Linked DNA regions of Zea mays: regions 1, 2 and 4 are each linked to region 3. A link is a contact called in public Hi-C data. All regions are on one chromosome and are shown on one strand. The core of a region is the stretch at or near the end of the contact, and the rest is flanking DNA. Distances in the headings are between cores, read along the strand shown. Region 1 holds the start of LOC103647022 (integrator complex subunit 3). Region 2 holds the start of LOC100384159 (Coatomer subunit beta-1). Region 3 holds the start of LOC100381618. Region 4 has its middle 47 kb from the start of LOC103647017.

The links. Hi-C and Micro-C count contacts between places; a contact is called where the count stands out from the background.
Region 1: a Hi-C map of endosperm shows a contact between it and region 3, with 2.6 times the contacts expected there. The contact joins the promoter of LOC103647022 here to the promoter of LOC100381618 in region 3. A contact is called at or near these places in 4 of 25 Hi-C or Micro-C datasets (bundle sheath, ear, endosperm and 1 more).
Region 2: a Hi-C map of leaf shows a contact between it and region 3, with 7 times the contacts expected there. The contact joins the promoter of LOC100384159 here to the promoter of LOC100381618 in region 3. A contact is called at or near these places in 7 of 25 Hi-C or Micro-C datasets (bundle sheath, ear, endosperm and 3 more) and 1 of 3 datasets of contacts at active chromatin or transcription factors (leaf).
Region 4: a contact with region 3 is called in a Hi-C map of ear, with 2.4 times the contacts expected there. The contact joins the enhancer-like site here to the promoter of LOC100381618 in region 3. A contact is called at or near these places in 3 of 25 Hi-C or Micro-C datasets (ear, leaf and tassel).

What each region holds. Positions count from the first base shown.
Region 1 is chr2:140,249,274-140,252,033 of Zm-B73-REFERENCE-NAM-5.0, reverse strand. It overlaps LOC103647022 (integrator complex subunit 3), which reads right to left and starts at 1,359. Exons shown (of 1, transcript XM_008671595.3): 1 at 1-1,359. The coding sequence starts at 1,283.
Region 2 is chr2:139,934,934-139,937,633 of Zm-B73-REFERENCE-NAM-5.0, reverse strand. LOC100384159 (Coatomer subunit beta-1) reads right to left here and starts at 1,377. Exons shown (of 4, transcript NM_001348131.1): 1 at 1-1,377. The coding sequence starts at 1,304.
Region 3 is chr2:140,091,089-140,093,788 of Zm-B73-REFERENCE-NAM-5.0, reverse strand. It overlaps LOC100381618, which reads right to left and starts at 1,294. Exons shown (of 7, transcript NM_001361457.1): 1 at 903-1,294; 2 at 298-497; 3 at 132-191. The coding sequence starts at 1,179.
Region 4 is chr2:139,835,434-139,838,133 of Zm-B73-REFERENCE-NAM-5.0, reverse strand. No RefSeq gene overlaps it. Among protein-coding and RNA genes, the nearest start is that of LOC103647017, 47 kb to the right of the region's middle. Within about 2 kb of position 1,348, at least 13 of the 20 cell types and tissues checked have an H3K27ac peak or open chromatin away from gene starts, as enhancers often do. A contact at or near this core is called in ear, leaf and tassel, where this site is marked.

The sequences.
Region 1 (2,760 bases), core at 110-2,609, 160 kb before region 3:
GCACTCCTCACACAGCGTGCAATCGCCTCCTTCCTCTGCACATCATAGTTGTCAATCAGAAGAAACAAGAACTCAAGCAGCATGTTCGTGATATCAGCGTACTGAGACACTGAATTCACCATCAGGAGCATAGCAGGTTCAATATTCATGACACTACCCATCCCGTCCTCGAAGAACAACCAGTCATAGAACAGCGCCAGCTTCACATTCGCCACAACATAACCCTTGCTGCAACTCGTCAGCAGCCAACCTACAACCGCCCAGCGAGCAATGACACCAGATTTCATGACCTCGTTGGTCGGGTGGTGCCCGCAGCATATGAACCTTACAATGTCGGGGATCCTCTCCTCCCCTCCAGGCACCATCAGGTGCTTCCTTGCGAACCACAGCTGGTACCTCTTCTGATCCCCCCACTTCACATTGTTCATCATGAACAAGAGCTGCGTCTCCATCTCTGACGTGATGGAAACGACAGTGCACCAACGGGGTGTGCCGATCCGACAGACATTGGCAGCATGGTCAAGTATCAAGTCTCGCCACAACACCTGGAACTCCGGCACCAGCGCCAGCTCGTGGAGCGACCTTACAAGGTCCCTTCCGAGCAGTGCGCACACTTGGAAGTGATCCTGCAGCATGGAGATGCAGAAAGACACCAGCTTTGCCCTGCATTCTTGCAGGTTTTTGGCACCCTTGCACTCCTCGCAATCCTTCAACTCGACGCTACCTGAGGCCGAAACGAAGCGGTTTCTGGAAAGGAGTCGGAGGAAGGCGTACACGGCGGTGGCGAGGAGCTGGGGCTCTTCGTCGGCAATAAACGAGGCGTGCTCGTGCAAGACATCGAGCAAGCAGGCGTCCCCGGGGAACGGCACGCGGCGGAGGAGGGAGGCGAGGAGGGGCGCGAACCCCGGCGCCGTCGCGCGGGCGAGCTCCGAGGCGGCGAGGAGGAGGCGGGTGCGCGGGTGGGGGAGGAGGAGAGGGAAGGGAAGGGAGTGGAGAGCGGACGCGAAGGCATGGTAGAAGGCGGGGAAGCGTGCGCCGGCGGCGTGGAGGACGACAAGGAGACGCCGCGGGAGCGGGGAAGGCTCGGTGAGGAAGGCGAAGGCGAGAGCGAGGGGTAGGTGCGGCGAGGAGAAATCGGCGGGGGACGGAGACGGGGAGGGGAGGACGAGATGCGCGGAGAGGAAGGGGTGTTCCGGGGAGGAGGCGGAGGTCGGGGGCGGGTGGTGGTCGCCGCCGGCGAGGAGACGCGGCGGAAGGGTAGACGGCGGAAACGGCGGCGGCATTGGGGAGGAAAAAGATTGCCTGGTAGGAGGATCAGATAGGCCTCGTGCATATCGATGGACCAAATTTCTTCGCGGGCCAGCCCATAACGCCACGCTAAAACAACTGGGTGTTAATTCCTGAACGGGCTTTTATCACAGAAGATACACGTCCAAAAAGAATTGTAGTTTTGTAAAGAGCGCTGCTGCTTGCTACACATATAACTGTAGCAGTAGACTTTTATAGGACTAAGATTGTTTAATTATTCATAATTCATTAATTTAAAATAAGCGACACCAACAGCCGTAGATTAATGTTGATCGTAATTCAATGGCTTGTACGTAAAGCATTTCCGTTTTGTAAGTAAGGATGACAAGTGATCCTAAAAAAGCTGAAGACGACAAGTAGTTATCAAACATTTAAAGTGTACTAGTCGGTTGCCCGTGCGTTGCGATGGCTTACAATAATACCCACGTAAACTATCCATAAAAAATTCAAGATTTTTTATTGATTGTCTCCGCTCTCTGTATAATATATTTTTGATTTGGCTAACTGATGTTATTGTTTACTCCATGCAAATATGTCTTGGTACAACACGGTCAATGAAGTGAGCGATTAGAAGAGAGTTCACAACGATTGACTGAATGAACAGAGATTATAAAATGACATAATTCCATCATACAGAGATCAAATAAGAGAAAGTTTGTGAGATCAAGTTTCTAAAATAAGTCCCATAAAGTCAAACTTATAAAAATGATAGATCAAAATACGGAGTGATTGCTAAAGTCAGGCATCAATAAAAACTGGATGCGCTCTTGTCGGGGACCATAATTAGGGGTACCCTCAAGGCTCCTAATTCTCAGCTGGTAACCCCCATCAGCATAAAGCTGCAAAGGCCTGATGGGTGCGATTAAGTGAGGGATCGGTCCATTCGAGGGACTCGATCACGCCTCGCCCGAGCCTAGCCTCGGACAAGGGCAGCCGAACCCGAAGGATCTCCGCCTCGCCCGAGGCCCCCCTCTAGCGGCGAACATATCTCCGGCTCGCCCGAGGCCATGTCTTCGCCAAGAAGCAACCCTGACCAAATCGCCACGCCGACCGACCAAATCGCATGAGCATTTAATGCAAAGGTGGCCTGACACCTTTATCCTGACGTGCGCCCTTCAATCGACAGAGCCGAAGTGACCGCCGTCACTTCGCCGCTCCACTGACCGGCCTGACAGAAAGACAGCGCCGCCTGCACCGCTCCGACTGCGGTGCCACTTGACAGAGTGAGGCTGACAGGCAGTCAGGCCCGGCCGCAGGCGCCATAGGAAGCTCCGCTCCGCCCGACCCAGGGCTCGGACTCAGGCTAAGCCCCGGAAGACGGCGAACTCCGCTCCGCCCGACCCAGGGCTCGGACTCGGGCTAAGCCCCGGAAGACGGCGAACTCCGCTCCGCCCGACCCAGGGCTCGGACTCGGGCTAAGCCCCGGAAGACGGCGAACTCCGCTCCGCCCGA
Region 2 (2,700 bases), core at 128-2,627, 160 kb after region 3:
ATCATGGACACACGAAGCTTGGGATTAGTCTCTATAATCTCGCGCACAAATAGAACAACATCGAGTGCTGCAGCAACATTAGGATCCCCAAGGAAGTCCATGAGAAGGTGTACAACCAATGCAGCCACCTCTGGGTACTTCTTGGCACAGTTATGGATGGCCTGCACTAGCATCTGGCGGTATTCATCACCCTTCACCTCAGCAGCCTGTGTCTTAACCACCTCCTTCTTGAGGTAGAGCACCACCTCCTCAACATTTCTCAGGGTGAGTAGATCCAGGACTAAATCCAGAACCTTTCTCCTGACATCCACATTGGGGCTAGCGAGCGCGCGCAGCACATCCATGACCATATCCACCATCACCTCCCTGTGAGAGGAGCATAGCTCGTGCAGGCGGTCCAGGACGATGAGCTTCACATTGTTGTCGCTCTGCGAGGATAGCAGCTGGCAGTATGTATTGGCGGCGGCCCGCACAGCCGTGGGCGCAGAGGAGAGGGACACGAGCGCCCCCGCGCCCTCGTACACGACAGCCGCGCTGGACGCTGAGAGGAGGGAGATGATGACCCTGATATACCTGCCCTTGTCGGCACGGCCCTTGGAGCGGCAGACCTTGCGGATGAGGTCGACGGCGGCCATCTGCAGCAGATCGGGCCACTCCGCGACGCGGTCGGCGTTGTTGAAGAGGTAGCCCACGGCGCGGTCCTGCCCAGCAGCCAAGAGCATGAGGAACGCGTTCCTGCGCGCGGCGGGGTCCTGTTCGGAGGCAAGCGCGCGCTCGACGAGCTCCGGCGCGTCGGGGATGAGCTGGTCCCCCTGCTGGAGGCTGTAGATGGCCGAGATAGCGGAGAGCGCGTGGCGGCGCACGAAGTGGTGTCGGTGCTCGAGGTTGGCGAGGATGGAGGGGACGAGCGGCTCGAGCAGCTCGGGCTCGGTGAGCCGGCAGAGGAACCGCAGCGTGACGCCGCGGATGTACTCGTTAGGGCTCTGCAGGTTGTTGCGGAGATTTTGGCAGATGAGGATCATCTCCGGGAGGATCTTTCCCGTGGCAGCGTTGCGCTTGTCGACGGTCTCGAGGTAGAGGAGGAGCAGCTTCTGGACAGCGTGGTCGTCGCAGGACTGCACGTAGCGGACGACGGTGATGAAGAGGTGCGGTAGGGACTCGCCGTTGAGGAGGAGCAAGATGGCGCGGCGCATGGCGTCGGCCTTGGCGGGTCCGTCGCCGGACTCGAGCTCCGCCTTGATCTCGTTCGCCATGGACGGCGAGCCCTTATCGAAGTACACTAGCAATGTGCACGCCTTCTCCATGGCCGCCAGATCTGCGAGGCCCGTGGATCTGGCCTGGCCTCCTCGAGGGAGGGAAGGGGAGGGGGATCGGATCTGGGGGACGGAACACGTTATCAGCACCTGGCTCTACAAAGGAGAGCAAGAAAAGGAAGTAAAAAAAATAAAGGTACTAAACTTATATATTTTATGCATTATGTTCAAGAAGTTCTATTTTTATTCTCTATTCGAGCACAAACAAATACATCCCCTAGCAGATTCTATCGTCGGCACGAAACCAATGGGATGCACACATGATTGCTGCTGATTTAAAATCACCGATGTACACATCGATCAATCATGTGTGATAAACATATTTTATTTTAGTGTATGAAAGAACAGATAGAAGAAAAAAAACAAGCAACAGAAATAGTACTAGCATCGATGCCTTCGCCGCACACGTAAACGCACACATCCTCTGTGACCTCGCTGCTCCGGCAAGCGCGAACACAGGTGAGCACAACCACCGCTGCAACCACACAGGCGTGGGCGTGCAGGCTGCCGCCGCATGGGCCACGCGAGCACGGACGAGCCATCACATCGCCGTTGTTGCACAGTCGCCTGGTACCACCGCAGCGCCACTGATGCAAAGCCGCCAGTCGCTTCGACTAGACATCAGCCGAGCGCAAAGAAGAAAGTTAAAAAAAAGAAAGATAAAGGAGCATGGAGACGTTGGGTATAGGAAGAGTCCTAACACGCGTGCACCGCCCACTTTAAATGCATTAGACGAAAAAAATGTAAACGCATGCGCCTCCACATGCATGTTAGGGCCCAAGACTCAAGGCATGGTTGTATAAGCACCAACTCCTATAAAAAAAGAAGGGGAAGAGGTTGCATGCAAGATGGAACCACTGTTTTAAGCAGCAGCATGCGTCTAACTCGATTTTTTATGCATATAACTCCTGCCACACTGCACGCACGCGTCAAGCGTTTGTAGATAGTCAACTGAACTGTATTAATATTGCATACTAATACATTTCAGTTTTCCGTATTTTTTCCACGAAATTATAATTGAACTGTATTAATATTGCATACTAATACATTCCAGTTTTCTGTATTTTTCCTGAAATAATATAAAGTTAAACACCAGAAATTTATCTACTTGTGCAATTAAATCTATATATTGCACCATTTATTTGAATTATTATTATTATATTTATTTATTTATTTTTGCAATTATTCACTTCATTTTATGAAATGATTACAAGAAGTAATCTAATTATGAAATTTATCACATGTAGATGACTGGTATTGTGAGCCGTGAATTTGAGGTGTTGGCCCCGCATGGCCAAAACTACCTCACGTGGGCATCTGATGTGCAAATTGTGCTTGGGGTGATAGGAACGGGGGTGCCCGATCTTCCGTCAGGTGAAGATAACTA
Region 3 (2,700 bases), core at 45-2,544:
ACTACATCAGTTGCCACTTTGCAGTTTCAGGCTATGAAGTCAATAAACATGGATTGCAGCTCTAAAGATACTGATAAGCATTTCATAGAATGTTTCCAGTAGTCAGTAATACTGGTTTGCTGTGAACAAACCTGATGGGTCTCCATGTTCACTGAATCCCTGTGCCCAGGCAATAACTTGCTGCTTGGTTCCTGCGCATTTCATCAAACACTAAACCACAAAGAAACGGCACCGAGTGCCAAAACAACATAGAAACTTATTCTACGAGCATATAAACGAGAATTAGATAGTTGCTACCTTAACATATGGCTCCTCTTTGTCCTCCTCAGGCAGCGATGGCATATACATCAGATCGTCCATCTCAAATGCCTCACGAAGCGACAGCCAGAGCAGCTTATACTCCCTCTTAGAGGCCCCGAGCCGCAGCGTGTCACCGGTAGCGAGATCCACTGGCGTGTTGGGTGGGATCCGTCGCCCCGAAACCCATGTCCCGTGCACTGCATCAATGAAGACCCCCAGGAATGGGAAACGCCGAGTTAACTTCCACGTCATTTCAATCCAAAAACAGAAGACTGAGACACTACATCGTTTCAGTCGAAAATTAGAAGACTGCGACACTCTGTAGGAAATTTCGATGGGGGAAAAAATCTGATCCCAAATCCGCAATGATGAAGGCAGCATTGATCCCGTCTGGAGATGATCCAAGTCCAACAACGCATTGAAGTTCTAGTGAAATCCCTAAATAGAATACGCCACAGTTGAACGAGCACGAATCAATTGAAATGTAGACTAACAGGCCAGATCAGTCCGCGGGATCGGACCAATCCTGTTAGCGCCGCTATCACGAACACATTACGAGGATGCAGAGGAAGGGGAAAAGGTAACAGAGGCTGGCGTCTCACCGGAGTGGAGGTCGGTGACGGTGATGAGACTCTGTCGACGTCGGCACCGTAGCTCGAGGTGGAAGCGGCTGACGCTGGGGTGGTCGACGAGCACGTGGCAGTCGGGGTGCCGACCCACCATCACCGGCGGGTCCTCCTCATCACTCTCCACTTCTCTTCCGCCGGACCCGCACATCGCCTCCGGCGGTGGTGCGTTGAGGAAAATGTGCTTGAGCACGATGCCGCCCTTGGACACCGCAAACGCCGCGATCAAGGCGTCCCCGTCCGCCGCCGCCATGCCGTGGGGAATCTCTCTTCTCTCGGTGCGCGTGGCTGTGTGGCCGCTGCTGAGGTCAAGGAGACGTAGTGCAGACTGCGAATCTCTGCGAGTTTGAAGCCTTGGAGAAGAACGGGGAGGGGGATGTGTAGGGGGGATGAGCGCCGGCGAAGGAGACGTTGGAGGTGGCTATGAAACCGGGCGGCAGATTTGGATTTTGGAGTTGCAACGGTCAGAATTAGGACCAGCGTGTGCGGTGTGCCGCGTGAGTGGTGAGCGTCTCTCTCAAATGGGCCGCGAAAAGAACGGGCCTAATCGGTGTGGGTCGTAAATGTTGGGTCTCTTGCGTACTAGAGAGAAAGGACTGGGCTGGGCTATATTTCATATCGAGCGAGCTTTATTCAGACAGAGAGAGGCAGAGTGTGACGGAACCTCCAAAGTAATTAGGTTCACCTACAGCTGTACTTGTCCAATAGACATCAGACAACCCTGTAGATGTTCCTGAATCACTCGACAAGCTCGGTATCTTCTTTCTTACCTTTCCAGGAACGTTTCACCCGTCTTGCAGACATTACAGAACATCGGAGATATAGAAATGCGGAAGCGATTACATAAACTTACATTTATTTAGAAAGTAAGATCAAGTTACTTATTACAGACCAGAGTTATCGTATGAGTGCAGAGTAATATTATTACACATACCAAGGGAGGTAAAAACTCCTCCCGATAAGTTCTTATATAAAAGTTCTATATGGAGGATCCTTTCCTCCCGCACTTCATTCCTTGCGTTCTTCTTTTGGCACCATCTTAGAGCAGAAGCAACAAAAATTTGTCGCTTCCTCACCTAAAAACAACGGGGGAATAAACCCTGAGTATGGAATTACTCAGCAAGTCTTACCCGACTAAAGAAAAGACTCTCAAGGGTATGCTGGTTATAAGGGAGTCAAGGTAAGACTTTCAATAATCAAAGACTCTGTTTTGTAGAAATGATTACTAAAGTGGATCCTTAAAAATCCAGTTTTATTTGTCAGGTTAAGTAAAATTACCTGCAACTAGAGTTTTTTCTACCCTAGTTCAATCACTTGTCCTGCATTAGCCAATTTCTTAACAAACCATCATCTTTAGTGGATTGCTACGTGTAAGTCAGTGACCAAGTCTTCATAACCGCGAAGGTACGGCGATCCGAATCGATTATACTCAGCTGAGGATCTCCAATCACACGACATATGTAGCACTTAACCCTTGCATATGTCAACCCGCCACCGGGGTTCTTAAGACCAGATCAGGTTCACGCAAACTGAGAGCACAGATACACCACCGTCCAGCCTCTTGCCACGGAGGGTACACGCTACTCCCGCCACCGCTCCACGCCCATTTCGTGTTATCTTATTCTGGCCTTAGTCTGCCCGAGGCAAGGCTTACCCATGACGAGGCATGTGACCAGTTAAAGGGTCCTCGGTCATCAAGCCTACATCGACACGGTCCTTAATCGACTCAGACGGAGACACTACACCAAGACTCCTTTCTCGTGCAAGTCACCCG
Region 4 (2,700 bases), core at 99-2,598, 260 kb after region 3:
TCTAAATTTGTTACAAAGGAACAAATTAATATTGCGAGGGACTACTGTTTGGGGCCTTCCTCTTCCGAAGGTCCTCAAAAACATAATTAACCGTTTGCTTTTAGAATAAGCTATTACAGGGAGGTTCGTCTTCAGAACGGAAGTCTTTCCCTCATGGTGAAGGCCTACGATATGAAGAAATGATCTTAGGATGATAAGAATAAACGCCGAAGCTATTCCTAGAGTGATAACTTCAGCTTGTAATGGTGATGAAGTTTGAAGATGATGCTAGCCGAAAGGGAAAAAGACTATTTAGTCCTTAATGATTTATATTTCGATCATAAGTGAATGTCAGGGACATAAATGTATTTTTACCTGGGCTGCGTCCCATGCATATAAATAGGTGAATAGTAGCACTATACTGTTCACGCTGGATTATAATCACTCTCTCGCGTCTTCACCTTCGAGCAAGCAGGAGGTATCAATGTTATATTAATTGTATTGATATTTATACATGTCTTATGGAATGCAAATATCAATGAATCAATGAGTTATATTTTTTGTGTTTATCTCTTTACATTATTGTTTATCTGTAAGATGATGAAGGCATGTCCTTCATAACCCTCGTCTAATGATCATTATGTCCATGAGGAGATAATGCTTCGAAAGCGAAGTTCTTTTAATACTTAACAGTTATGTTGCCTTATTCTCGATTTATAGCATTTGAAAACAAGTGACCAACAGTCGCGGTACCACGGTGGCGATCCTGTCGGTGTTCACCGACCCGACACACTGGTGCATGGTTCTCTACTATGGTAGTATCTACTCGAAGAGAAGGGTAAAGAGAATCTCGGGAGGGTGATCTTATCGGAGATCGTAGCTTGGAGGTCCTCGGTCACTGCGATGTGCATTACCGTGGTGGTGACGAAAGTTCGGCGAGCAATCGCCGATGCTCCCACCCATGATTCTGCCCAAAGAGGCCATGGGAATGTTCCTTGCGATCTTGTGAAGCTTCTTTGCCATCCCCAGAGCCCGAACATAGTCGATTTGGTGGTGCAGAGGCTCTCCTCATTGCGCTCTCTTGGCTACGACATGCTCCCTGCTCGCTCCGAAGACTTTCAGTTGGTGTCAAGGGTGCGGGATGCCTGGGATTTATACTTCGAACCAGGGGGAGGCCGAGGTACACATTCGCAGCGGGAGTTTGTTGTGGATTCTGTTGCGCATAATCTGTGATCGAGTTTATCCCTGCGGGCGCCATAGAGCTGGTTTCGAGGAGGATGACAGTGCTGACCAAAGGGTCCCGTGAGCCAGCGTCTTCAGGTGCTCATGCGTGGGCGATGGGAGGCCCGCCTATCAGCGCATGTCCACATATATGGGCTGGCACCTGAGGTTGGATGGGCCGGTTCCGAAGGAAAGGAGTGGGCCGGGCAGGTAAGTATTCGACCCATCGCAGGTATGAATCTCCTTTTTTATTGTTTCTTTCCTTTATTTTCTTTTTATTTCATTTTAGTTTTTTTATATAGTTCCAACTCCAAATTAGATGCAATAAACAAAAATAATCCCAACATGATGCAAGAAGTTACTTTATTTATTTGTTGTTTATTTATTAGCTTACTTGTTTATTTAGGCCAAATGCTTCAAATATAAAATATGCACACATACATTATTCATGTTAGGAACTTGTCATTCTTAAACGTATATCCCAATTTAAAGTCTATTCAAAATTTAATATTCAATACTTAGGCCCTTTAGGAGAAGTTAATATATAATCTTCAATTTAGATATGTTTTTAAAGTACTCCTAGTTATATGGTTCGTCAAGAAAATAATCTACTCTAATAAATCAATTGAAAGTCTTTCTTTTATTTCTTATGTTTTCTGTTTTAACTCAACTTATAGTTCTAACTCTAACTCTTGAACTACCAATATTCTAATATTACTTATTTATTCATTTTAGGGTAAAATATTTCAAAGGGAGAGAAATCCTTAGTAGGGACACCTTAATCTTTTGTAAATCCCAAAATAGTATTTTGGGTGTTACATCTTCCCCTTGAAACACCCCTCATCTACCGCACCATGTTTCACCCTGCGTTTCTTTTTGCACTTGTCGGCGTCTACAACATCAGCGAAGCCCTCCTCAGGATACAGGCCATTGCGGAGGCCGTTCAATTCGAACACGCGATTCAACCGAACATTTGAGCCTCGAATGTCCTAGCTCCTCAACATCTCCTTCTTCAACGAATACTTGCCAACAATCTTTACCGCCTCAGCCTCCACCTCCCTAAAGAACGCCACAGCATCCCGTCCCTGCAATTCCATGGTGAAGGCTGGTCTCAACATCAACAGGTTCTTCAAAAACAGCATTGATTGTATCTTCACCTCGCCCACCTCCCTGTCTTGCCTAGCATCCACATGCCACAAGCGATGAACTCTTCTACCAAATCGCGGTATTGCTCATTTTCGACGCACAACGAAGGGCGTCCTCATTTACATTCCCTTTTTACTTTAAACTGGGGGAAGGCGACGTAGAAGTGCGAGCACAGGATGGTCGGAGGCATCCGCGAAACCCCCTTCGTGTCCTCCATCGCCACATAAAGCCAAAAATCACACATGTTCCCCACTTGTTATTGGCGCATGGCACAAGTTTCACGACTTTGCCTGAAGTCTTCCCGGTCCTTAGTGTGAACTTGCACGTGCCAAACTAAAAAATCTTGCCACCGGT